2 separate regions of the Gossypium hirsutum genome follow, and region 2 is linked to region 1. Evidence: chromatin contacts called from public Hi-C data. All regions are on one chromosome and are shown on one strand. The core of a region is the stretch at or near the end of the contact, and the rest is flanking DNA. Distances in the headings are between cores, read along the strand shown. Region 1 holds the start of LOC121220098 (homeobox protein BEL1 homolog). Region 2 holds the start of LOC121220109 (rho GTPase-activating protein 2).

What was found. A called contact is a pair of places that touch in the nucleus more often than the background predicts.
Region 2: a Hi-C map of leaf shows a contact between it and region 1, with 2.2 times the contacts expected there. The contact joins the promoter of LOC121220109 here to the promoter of LOC121220098 in region 1. A contact is called at or near these places in 3 of 34 Hi-C or Micro-C datasets (hypocotyl and leaf).

What each region holds. Positions count from the first base shown.
Region 1 is chrD08:45,226,782-45,233,488 of Gossypium_hirsutum_v2.1, forward strand. LOC121220098 (homeobox protein BEL1 homolog) reads right to left here and starts at 2,787. Exons shown (of 4, transcript XM_041099290.1): 1 at 1,527-2,787; 2 at 822-1,204; 3 at 521-572; 4 at 1-335. The coding sequence starts at 2,459.
Region 2 is chrD08:45,545,140-45,551,846 of Gossypium_hirsutum_v2.1, forward strand. LOC121220109 (rho GTPase-activating protein 2) reads left to right here and starts at 4,045. Exons shown (of 4, transcript XM_041099298.1): 1 at 4,045-4,501; 2 at 5,287-5,407; 3 at 5,517-5,867; 4 at 5,972-6,707. The coding sequence starts at 4,173. The coding sequence ends at 6,493.

The DNA of each region.
Region 1 (6,707 bases), core at 1,537-4,036:
CCAGAGGTTTCAAAACTTTGTTTCTGATAATGATGTTGATGCAAGTGCTGGTTTTGAAGGGTTTTGGCACTTTTTGCATCATTTTTTTCTGGGTCATTACTGACAATTGAAGATAGACATTCTGAATCAATTCGAACGAGCTGGTCCGGTGTGGGTTTCTGATCGGTGAGAAGAATATTTGGATTAGGCCGGCCAATATTATCATCACCATCGATAGTAGTAACTGCATCTGAGGAGGCCATATTGTTTTCGTGCTCCTCCGTTTCTTCCATGTAAATTTCTTCCACCATTGGTTTCCATAGCCTTACCCTCGCATTAATGAACCAATTGGATACCTATTGAAAACATGAATTGAAACTATAATATTATGAATGATCAACTATAGTATTATGATATCTTGATATGATACAAATAAAATAATTGCATATGATAATAATAAATATTTAAGATCCCAACAAGACATGCTCCATTGATAACATAGATTAATTCATGGGGAGTTTAAGAAAATAAAATAACATGCCTGGCTTCTTGAGAGACCAGTTTGGCGGGCTAAGATATGTTTATCAACATCACTGGGATACCTTCAATTAATGGAAATTCGTAGTTAGTATTGAAACTTGGCACCAGCCATGGATGGTAAGGGAAAGATGGGCCCTATACATAAATATATCTTAACGGAATCAAATCTACGTTAATTAAAATAAGAGAGAGAAGTTGACCCAATCAAATATATAGGAAAAGGAAGCTATTGATGGAAATAAGATGACAAAAATAAAATGATTGAGTCTTGTAGTATGAAGGAGAGAAATAGAGATATTTACGGGTGAAGAAAATGCTCAAACAACCAAGCTCGAAGAACAGAAACAGATCTCTCAGGTAGGCCTCTTTTGGGTCTCCATGGCTGATTCTCCATCATGTTCATCTGTTGAAAACACCTTTGTTTCCTCAAAGCTTTATCTATGATCTTCAGCCTTGGTGTTTCGCCTCTCCTTGTGCCAGGTGCAACCGGGTCTTTTTCTCCGATGGCCTTCCTTGTAGCTTGAATCCCACCAACAATCCTATCCCTTAAGCATCTAAAATGTCTTGACATGGCCTTGGAGGCTAAATCTGAATATACTGACGCAGCCCCGCTGCCAGCCACTGCTTCGAAGGAAGACACCACTGCTTTCATTTGATGACTATAGTGTCTGTATCTTCTATCCACCTAAAGATACATGAGAAGAGAGGAAGGGATACAGGAGTGAAAAATAAGCATGGGGATACATACAAAACAAAGGCATGGTAAAAGAAAAAGGATTTGAGGTTCCTGAAAGTAAATGAAAAGCAAGAATTGTCACGGTGTCGGCATTTATGGGAAGGACCCAAGTCAATAAATTAGTTCAAGAAACCAAATATGGAGATCCCCATTTCAATCAACACCCAGTAAAATAAAATTTCATGACTTTTTTATTTAAAAAAAAAAGTTTTGGAAAAAAAGTAATGATCTTTGAGGATAAAAAGTTGAAAGTGAAATACACATGTAACACCTCTTCCAGCATTGAAAGCAGCTTGGTTTTTCTTTTCTGCAACTCCATGAAGTTAAGGGAATAAAGGGGTTGCTTCCATGAAGAACTGGCTCCATTGTCATCATCACACTGTTTGGTCTTATGGATCTGTTTTTCCTTTGATGCATCAACTTGCGTTGTGCCGAGGCTGCAAAACTCATTCAAAAGTTCCTGAGTTGGGACCAAGAACTTTGAACTCCCCACTTGGAACTGCCCCTGATGATGTAAATTCGCAGCTTCTTCCAGAAATTCGCTTTGGATGGCTTGTTGTTGTTGCTGTTGGATATTTGCAGCCTTTTCGAAGAAACCATCTCTAGAATTTGAACCAATAAACCTCATATCATGTTGCTGATCATGATTGCTGTGACTGGTGGTTTGTCTGAGTTCGAAAGACTGTAGGCCGATAGTCGAAGGATTATTTGATGAAAGAGAGAGTGAAAGACTCTGACTTGGCCTCTCGTTTCCTTCACAAGGAAAAACACATCTATAAGAAGAATCATCAACAAGCAACCTGTTCTCTTGCCAAGGACCTGTCTCCGCTCCCACTATTAGATTCCCAGTACTAGTCTCAGTTTCAGATATCCCAGCTGTGAACTCAGGTTTGTTGAATTCATGTTGATAGAAATCGCTTTTTGACTCATTGATTGTATTGGATGAAGGATCAGGGTTGCTTCCATGTTTGTTCAAGGACCCTTTCCACACCGCCGTGTAACTGTCACCTTGTTGCGGTAGATTCTTTGAAAACCCTATCATCTCCATGCCTGTTGCCAAGTTGAAGATATCTGGGTCTGGGTTGGATTCAAAGCCTTGGATCTGACTCACCGGATGGGAGCTACCAGATGAAACATCTGAGTAACAAAACCCAGTTGATGAGACAATATTCCTTGGTTTATCTTCACAGAGCTCTCTAACCATGTAACCCAAAGTTTTTTTTTTCTTCTTTTGATCTTCCTTTCTTTTATGCTTCTCTTGCCCACTTGCTTCTAAGATACTGATAAAAAAGTTTATGCTGATTCTGCAATTACAATTCCATCAAGATTCAATCCACGAAGGATTAAAACAAAGATGGACTTTTGTTAACGAAGTTTCTAATAGCAGATCAGATATAGAGGTGGGATGCTGACCCTTGTATGTAGCCGTGATCATAGTTTCTCATATATGCCTCTTTCTCTCTCCTTTTTCCATGTATGGTTGCCTTTTCTTCTCTATATCCACTCTAGCTCAAAGGGGTCAATGCATTAACGATGTGAAAAAAGCCAAAATAGGTATCCTACCCTAGTAAAAAAAAATCCTCCATCGATCCACCTCAATTATTTCACAAAGAACAATAAAATAAACTTAGAATCAAGGAATAAAATAATGAACTAGTAAAATGTTTGATATTAGAGTAAAATAATATTGATTAAAAAGATAATATTCTGCTTTCCAAATTACTAAAGCAGGTGCACATAAAAGTAATCCCTAGTATTTCGCTATCAAAACTACCAGCCGCCACATTTAATTTTTCTTAAATAATTTTTAATTTTTTAAGCTTAATTAATGATTTAGTCCTCTATATTTTTTTTTACCATTTTGTCCCTAAAGTATCATTCCCATAAAATTTTAGTCCAGTTATTTAACAAACCTTAAAAAAAAAGTGTTACTTTCGGAAAATTAATTTGGCCAATGAAAACATGTTCTTTTTTACAAAATATATAAATTTAAAAATAGAAAAATAAGATATGTAATGTAAAAACATACGTAAAAATTATAGAATATAAAAATATAAAAATTCAAAAATATAGCTTTAACTTTGTTGGTATCGTTATAATTGTAGCAACAAAGAATACATGAGTTTGTGCACAGTTAAGTGCATTTTCCCTCCAAATTAAGGGTTGAGAAAGGTTATGAGTAGAAGTAAGAATTGCATTAAAAAAATATAAAAATTTATGTAAAAGAAATATACAAAAATCCATAAAATATAAAATAACCTAAAAATATATAACAATTTAAAAAAAATCAATTATATGTAATTTTTAACAAAAAATTTAAAATATAAAAATCCATAAAAATATATTTTAAGTCTAATATAAAATTTTAAAATATAAAAAAGCAAAGAAATATATAAAAATCCAAAAATATAACTTTAGCTTTGTTGGGACATTTGTTATTGCAACAATACAAAGGACACGATTTTTAGTGTATTTAAACACATTTTTCTTACAATTTAAGGGTTGGAAGGATTATGCATAGAAACAGGAATTGTATTAAAAATAAAAAAATATATAAAAGGAAAATATAAAAAATCCCAAAATATATGACAATTAAAAAAAATATCAAATATATTATTTTTAACAAATTATAAAAATAAAAAATATATAAAAATCCATAAAAATATATTTAAAAACTAATATATATTTTAAAAGTTATAGAAAGTGATCAGAATATATAAAATCTAAAAATATAACTTTAGCTTTGTTGGTACGGTTGTTATTGTAACAACGAGGTGGACGTGAATTCAAGCACAGTTAAGTATTTTTTTTCTTCCAATTTAAGGGTTGAAAAAAATTTATGAGTAAAAGTAAGCATTGTATCAATATATTTTTCAGAATTTATAAAAAATGAAAGAACGTTCATCCGAACCACAAGGAGAATATAGTGATGACTATGAGGGTGTGGTCCAATGTTTTTATTTGTCCACATAATTTTTAATCAATTTCTCTATTACCTATCACTCCTTTCATTGCCCATGAGATGGGACTAGAGGTGTAAATTAGATATTGGTGCTCGCAAGTTACTTGAGTTCGACTCGAAAAAATTTAAACTCAATTCGATAATTATTGTGTCGAGCTTGAGCTATCAATCGAGTCGAATTCGAGCTTAGTAATACTTGTTTCGAATGGTTCGTGAGCTTTATCGAGCTTTTCATATTTGTATATTATTAAATTACATTATTGCCCTTAATATGTATTATTAATCTTAAGCTTAATTATTGAACCAAGCTCAAGCTTGAGTTTAAGCTCGAATACAAAAATTAGTAAACAAGTTTAATCGAGCTCAAGTAGGTTGATTATATCCTGAACTGAATTTGAGCTTAAAAATAAAAATTTGATTAAGGTCGAGTTGAGTATCGAGCTCAAACTCGAGCTTGACAATATTCAAGCTCGTCTTGGCTTGATTACACCCTAGATGGAAACACAATTTTTGTTTAGTTTTTAATTATTACTTACTTATTTATGATGAAAATAAAATAAATGCTTTAATATCCACGGGCAACCTTAGGCTTTCTCACCCTCCTATCATATTTTGACCCCTTTGTTGTTGTTGTTTTTTTTTTTTTTTTGGTTCTTCACAACCGGCTAACCCCATTGCATTAACTTTTCTCCTTCTACTACTCTAAAAGTAATGGTGGGGTATTGAAAATAAATTTTAGGGTTTAATTAAAATTTTAAAAATATTAAAGGATTTAATAAGAACTTTAAAAAATTAAGACCTAATAAAAAATTATCAAAGAGGTATTGAAATTTTCTAAAAGAAATTGGAGCCAAGACCCCCTTGTCTAAAAGCAAAACTTAATGCAGACATTCCTTTTCCAATGATTAATTAACTTGTCTAGAAGAAATTGGTCCTCCGCCGCTTACCCAAAATTTTCCTAAACCTACAAAACAAAATCAAAATATGAATTATTTATTCGGAGAGAGTTTTTACATTTTCAATGATTAATTAACTTGTGATTTTTTTTAATGCTAATATTATTTTTTAATAAATTTATATATTCTTAAAATTTAGGATTCCTCCGTTTAAAATCTATATTTTTTTGTACTATATAACAGAGTATTTAAAAGAAGACGGGCGAACATTGGAAGATGAGCCCATCTGACCCTGAGCAGAGCACAATACTTTTGAGCTTGTAAAAATCCTTGAGCTTTATAGGCTGCTCCATTCGCTTCATCATCAACCTCTACCCTTTTCCCAAGTTTCCAGTTTAGGTTCACAATATTGGACCATCCTATAGGATAGTCATAAAGCCAATATGCAAGTGTTTTCAATGGCTGGTTGACCACTGCATATAGTTTATTATTGATTTGGGGTCAATATTAATGGATCGGTGTGTGTGATTGTGGGTGTTCGATTGGAGAATGGTCTGTACGGGTGCTTGGAGTTTAGGGTTGTCTGTCTGTGTTTCCCTTGGCATCAAGGCATGTCTAACTTAGCTTGGTCCCCAAATTTATGTCTACGGATTTTGGGTGTTTTTCTTTTTTCTTTATCCTATTATCTACTCCCATTATTATAAAATTTGATTAAGATGATGTGAAATTGAGAAAGTATACGTTTGAAATAGAGGTTATAATGCTCCAAAATATTAAACCATGGCCAACTTTGCTCTTAAAAGTTCCAACTTATTAATGTTACATTCTTGCCCTTTTGCTTTGTAATACCACCAGAACTTTCGGCTTACGAAAACTAATTTAAGATGGAAATGAACAAAATATTTCAGCTATTTAAGTGTTGTTGATTGATAACTAACTCATCACAAAATATCTGACTTTGAAATCTATAAGCGTGAATGGGCATCCACCACGTTATGCCATCTCACTCTTTGGATATTTGCATGCCTTGAAGGGATTGACAAAATTATAAAGCAAATGTAGTATATTCTAGCAATTGCTTTGTTATTATCACTAATTTGTTTCATCCATTTATTGGACCACATTGTCAATATATGAATTTGGCTTTCACCCCCTTTCCTTTTTATTCCCACTAGGTTTGGTGGAGGCAATTAATAAACCTATTTTTCTTATATATTCTAAATCACCCAAAATAGTTGTTGAGTAGACAGTGAAGAGCAGAGCCACGGATTTAATATTATTAATTACATTTAAATAAAATAAAATAAAATAAAATAATTGTAAGTCAAAATAAATTTAAATAAGTAAATACATGTAATTAATAATATTAAATCCACTGCTCTTCATGTATACGCCCCCAAAAAATAAAATAAAATAAAATAATTGTGGGGCAGGCCGTTAAGGGGCATAAAGGAAGCTAGTCAGTCTCCTTGTCTTGAAAAGTGAAATATGGGATTTCCATAACCAAAAACACTGTTTTCTTTTGCTACTTCCATTTGTTTCTTTAATCATGCCAAAAACTTTATTTTCTCTTTATTAATCACTTGTTTCTAAT
Region 2 (6,707 bases), core at 2,795-5,294, 320 kb after region 1:
TAATTAATTAAGCTAAATATTTTACTAATTTTGATTAGGGTTAATAAATGATCAATTTAGTTATGGAATTTGCATAACATCTTTAAACAGTTAGAAGGACGATTGTTCTAACAGAAGCATGCTAATTGTGATAAACTCTTCAAGACTTGCATTTTTTGTGTTCATTTTAATTTTATAATTTTCAGCATATTACATTTGATAGCTAATTCGCTTTTATTTATTTGCACCACACTTTCAACTTTAAAGAGTGTTTAACAGTTCCTGTCTTGTCACGACTGTATACACTTGCACATTTCTATCGTTCCAACAACCACTTTAACCAGCAATACCAATTCCTCATTCATGTTGAAGTAATGATTTTTAAGTTAGCAATTTAATAGTAAAATTTAAAAGTTTTTGAATAAATTAGTTTCTCCATTTATGTAAATTAAGAGAATCAAATTTTAAGAAGCTATATATATATATTGAAATTGATAAAATAGAGAGATGAAATATAAAAGTATACATTATATTTAACTTTGTTTTCCACATTGGTTGCTTCCTTAATCATGATTTCCATTTCTAGTGCCAACTGGATTACCCTTAATTAAATATTGCTTATTGCTTTTTAAAGGGAAATCATGACAGTGGTTGGATGGGCCCTTTTGTTTAAAAAGTTAAGATAAAATTCATTAGGGTTAAAACAAAATTAATAAAGGGGTACAGTACAAATTTATTACTTAATCTTACGTGACTGAAATAAATTTAGCGGTTAAATTTGTTATTAGTGATCATTTTCAATCCATATACTTTTCGATTCAGTCCTTATTAAATAGTAGTTGTTAAATTCATTAGATTATGGTATTTCCAAAATCTAATGTGGCAAATATATTATTACACATGTAATCACAAAAAAGTCAGATAATGGATTTAATGGCTATCGTAAGCATTAAGATTAAAATTTTGAAATTCGAAATTAAAATCTAGGGGCTAAAGTTGATTAAATTAAAGTACAAGAATTAAATGCACAACTTAAAAAAATGCACAAGGACTAACTGAAAATTTTGACCAAATTTAGCAAATTTTAATCCGTGTAACTTTATCATTTTATATTTTTGTAGAGCATACTGTTCATTTTAAATGCATAAAGAAATATAATATAAGTTATATTAGTAAATTAGCCCCTAAACTACACTTCAATTTTACCTTGGTCCTTAAAGATTTTTTGTCTACTTAAATTATCAAATTTGTCCAATTTCATCCAAAACGAATATGTTTTCCCATAAAAGCACACCAGGTGTCATGTCCTTACAGGCTGCTATTGTTTTTGTTTTTGGTAAACTAGGATAAAATTAATAATTGAGGTGCCACTAAAGAGTAATCCGAATTTAGGGACCAATTTATGAATAAAACCATAATATGAGGTCATTCCTTCAATCACGGGAGGGAATGAAAGACATAAAAGAAAGGAAGTAAACCTTATTGGAAATATAAAGTATCAAATCAAAGATTGTCCTTTGCCTTTTTATCCCAAGCCCCACTCATTTTTCGTCAACGGCTCTATTTGCCTTTATTTAATTACTTATATATTAATTTTCCAATCAAAAGTAGACAACATTGAAGAGCCAAATGTTGGTTTTTCAGGATTTCTTTGGGAAATGAGTATTGTCATTAGGGGTTTTTTTAATTAATTAATCTAAATTAGTAGTTTTTACCTTTTTAATTCTCATTCCTTAAAAATAAAAATAAATCAACTCTTGATTTTTCCCCAACATTAATATTTTATTAAAAATTTAAAGACAAAAACTTAATTTAGAAAAAACACAAACATCCTGTATTTTAATTTGGGTATAGATTAATATTTGTATTTTAAAAATACCATCCTATTATTAGTGGTTTCAAATAAAAAGATATTAGCACTCTTTTTTTTTTAAAATTTTATAAGTGATTTTATGCCATATACATAAACTTTGATCCAATGTGTAATATCACACGTGAACTTTAATTTTGTGCAATTTTATACTTTAAATTTTGATTCAATTTTCACAAATCATTTACAATATTATCGAATTAGCACCATTTTACATTGATATATTACATAATTAAAGAATTATATTATTCCAATGTGAAAATAAATGTATGTATTTATTTTTTAAAACGTGTACAATTGAATTAAAATTAAAATTTTATGTATACATATAAAAATCAATTCAAATCAAAATTCATGTATCAAATACACGTCGTACCAAATCTCATATATAAATTTGACATCTATCCTGATTTTAATTATAATTGATTAGTAAATCAATTATAAATAATAAACACCAGGGAATGGCCTTGAGCCTTAGATTATTGGTATAATGCCATTTTTAGTCCTTTTACTTATAAAATATTAAATTTAAGTCTTAAAAAAAAGTTTACCTTTGGCTCCCCAAACTAATAAAATTTTATTTTAACTTCAATAACAAATTCCTAGCTTTGTCCACGATAAACACCAAATCATACACTTACTAATTATCAATGGTGAAAAAAACTCTGTTGAGTGTATATAATTTCTTTTAAATGGAATAATAATTTTTAAAAATTAGTAATTTAAATGGTCATTGAACTTTTTAAAAGTTTTCATTTAAGTTACTAAACTATTAAAAGCATTATTATATGGCCTTCTCTGTTCATACCACTTGCACCAATTGAAAGCTTCCATTCCCTTTCTTTTCTACAGTTTAGTTTTTTTTTTCATAAAACAACTTTGAATGTCATGAATCTATGAACCAAAATCCAAACAAACTTCTTCTCTGATCTTCAGCATTGATCGTCATATCGACTTGGATCTAAGATATATTCTTCTACTTGTCAATGGGTATTGATCGACCGTACTAATTATTACTAGGAGCTCGCTAGCCGAACTTTAAAATAATACTTAACAATCTGTGACTTAAATAAAAATTTTCATATAATTTTGTGGCTTAAATGAGAATTTTTGAATGATTCAATGATCATTTTATAACTTTTAAAAATTGAATCACCAAAACGTAAAATTACTAATAGTTTATTATTTAAGTGTTGTTTACCTTTTAGATTATACTTATATCAATTTTATGATTATTATTAATGATTTATATTATGTTTTAAATAAGTAAAGACAAATAAATAAAAAATATTATTGAATTAAAATTTTCAAAATTTTAATATATTTTTTAACATTTCAACTGTATTTGTCTATTATATTACATTTTTTTCATGAAACTAAATCAATTTTAATTTAACATGAATTTATATGTGAATTTTTATTTTGAGTAATTTTTTATATGTAATTTTGAATTAATTCAATTTTCATAAATAATGATATATTTAATAATATAACCAAAAGTAATTAAACTTTTCGAATCAAACTAAGGGATAAAAAAGATTAGGTCAAATTCTATTATTAATCCTATACTCTCGATTTAGTTTTTGCATTTTAATTTTGTCAATTTTAATATATATATATATAAATTTGGTCAAATTTAGTCCCTATACTTTTTAGATTTTGAAATTATAATATCAATCCAAACGATAACAGGTAAATTTTATAAATAGTCTTGTATTATACATAAAGTTATAGATTTAATTCATGTTCTCCAATTGGACCGATTTTATTTTCTATGCTTTTCAACTTTCAAAATTTTAGATTGACGCAGACTACAATTGTTAAGTCCATTAATAAAATGTGAAAATAACAAGTTGACATAATAATAATATATTAGCAATACCAAACTTAGAAAATAGAAGAACTTAATGAATTTAACAATTACCATTTAGTCAAGACTGAAATTTTAAAAGTCAAAAGTATATTATTAAAAATGACTAAATTAAAGTGCAGAGACTAAATCTACAGCCTACATATAATAGAGGGACTAAAAGCGAAATTTAACCAGAAAAGTCCGTATAATTGTGCGTTTTGGGTACGTGGCATTCTCGAAATATTAGGACAACCACAAGGCCAAATGCTAATGTTTACTGTAGATAAAGTAAAAAAGATAAAATTTGAAAAACAAGTGGCCGTTAGTAATAAATAAATAAATAAATAAATAAAACCTTTTTCACTCGCAAACTCTCTTGTACTTAAATGCAACACAACAAATAACTCGTTACGAAATTTAAAACCTCGTGATTCTTAAGAGGGAGAGAGAAATCCAAAGCCGATTGAGATAATGACTGCTCCAGTAATGGTGACCAAAGGAGGTGGCTGCGGTGGTGGTGGCAGTGGTAAGAAGCGACGAGCTAAGAACTCCGAGGAAGAGCAGCAGCAGAACCAGATTTCCGTTGCGGCGTTGCTTTTAGCCGTTTTAAGGAAATCCATGGTGTCCTGTCGTGTTGATGGAGAAGATGAAGCGATGCATTCCGCCGTTAATAACATGGAAATCGGGTGGCCAACCAACGTACGACACGTAAGCCATGTTACCTTTGATCGCTTCAATGGGTTCTTGGGTCTTCCCCTTGAATTCCAAGTTGAGGTACCGGGTCGGGTTCCATCTGCTAGGTAATTTCTCCTTGTTGTTTCTTCTTCTTTTTTAAATATATTTCAAGTGTTTATTTTTTTAAAATACAAATATGAAGCGCTAGAGTGAATATTTTATGCTCAAAATTTTAAATTGAATTGTCAATTTTTTGGAGGACTAGAAATGCAATTTACCATATTATTTTTTATGAAAATTTTCTTTCTCCTTTTTAGTAACTAGAAACTTAAAAAAGGAATCACCAGAAAGATATGCAAATTTTTAATTAAACTATAATTTCTAGTTAGACCTTTTGCCTTAATTATATTTAACTGTTATATATTTATATATAATTTTTATAAAATAATAATCTCTATTTTATGTATTGATATCTTTTGATTTAATGTTGTAGTCATTTTTAAAAAAATATCTACCAATATTTATTGTGAAAAAATTTTGGATTTTCAAAGAAATTTTGTTTGATAATTATCTGAAATCAAATTTAGGTTAAATTATCGTTTTGATCCCTTAGCATAATTAGGGCCGTTAATTATTTCTGTTAATATACTAACATGAATTTTTCTTTTTTAACACAAAAAATACATTTCAGACAAAAGAGGTGCTTTAAAAAAAAATTCAAAATTTTAACCAAATTTGAACTATCTAATGGGATTATAAAAAGTGGATTAAATTATGACAAATTAAAGTACCGGGACTAAATCCCAAATCTGAGTATTGTAGAAGGACCAACCAGAATATCCTCTTTTATCACTTTTCTCTATATTTTACCCACGTAGTCCTTAATTGCAGATATATTTTTTCCTTGCAGTGCGAGTGTGTTTGGGGTCTCAGCGGAATCAATGCAATGCTCATTGGATCCAAAAGGGAACAGCGTCCCCACTATACTGTTGCTGATGCAGGAGCGGCTTTATTCACAAGGAGGGCTTCAGGTTTTCATTATTTTCATTTTCGTCCCAACTTTAGTACTTAGTATTACATCTATATGCAATTACCCTGGTTATATGATGTTATTGCTGTTCAATTTGTTCTTGTTTTCAGGCAGAAGGGATTTTCAGGATAAATCCTGAGAACAGCCAAGAGGAGCTTGTAAGAGATCAGTTGAACCGTGGCATTGTGCCAGATAATATCGATGTTCATTGCCTTGCAGGCCTTATCAAAGCCTGGTTCAGGGAGCTTCCTGCAGGTGTGTTGGATGGACTTTCCCCAGAACAGGTTCTTCACTGCGATAACGAAGAGGAGTGCGTTGAGCTCGTGAAGCAACTGAAGCCAACGGAAGCCGGATTGCTCAATTGGGCAGTCGACCTTATGGCAGATGTCGTGGAAGAGGAGGAAACGAACAAGATGAATGCAAGGAATATTGCTATGGTTTTTGCACCAAATATGACTCAGGTATATATATATTTGGGACGTTGTTGGATTAAAGATTGTAATTAAAAACTGTTTTTGTAAAAATAAAGCATTTGATGTTTGATTGTTTTTCTCTCTTGGAACAGATGTCCGATCCGTTGACGGCTCTGATGCATGCTGTTCAAGTAATGAACTTGCTCAAGACCTTGATCATGAAAATGCTACGAGAACGAGAAGAGACCGCGAGTTCATCTCGTTCATTCGATCATCACACAGACGAGGAGTTCGATTGTCATAGTTTAGATGAGATGGATATGAGCTGCGAAGGGCCTATATCTGATTACGATAATTCCCTTTACGGTAACTATAACGGAGATGACGAGGAAGACGGAGTAGAGGCATTCGGTGAAATAGAGGAATGCTTCTTGAGGCAACCGGATGATGAGAATAACAAGGACGCCACCTATAGTTTTCTGGAGAAACCATCTGATGAACCACATACAAGTACTCCTCCAGGAAGTTGGACGGGCTGCAATCTCGAGTCCAGCATTTCATTTACCGATAGCAAGAACGAGAATTCGGGCTCAACTACAAGTGATGGCGAGGACAATGATGGTGTGGATGTGATGGACAAACTAGTCGAGTCTACAACACTCAACGTTATTTAGAACAATACCGACATCCTTTCGATCACAGTTGCTTTGGTAAATCGATAAAGTTGGGTTTTGGTTGAAATTCAGGTAGGGGAAGTATTGGTTTTGATTGTTTGTTTGAATCATTGGTTCAGCAAGGGCTGAACTTTGTGGTGTGTTAGTGTTGTTTTCGGCATGTCCCGGAATTCTAACATCGACTGGATTAAGATTGGATAAAATCGGGTCCGAT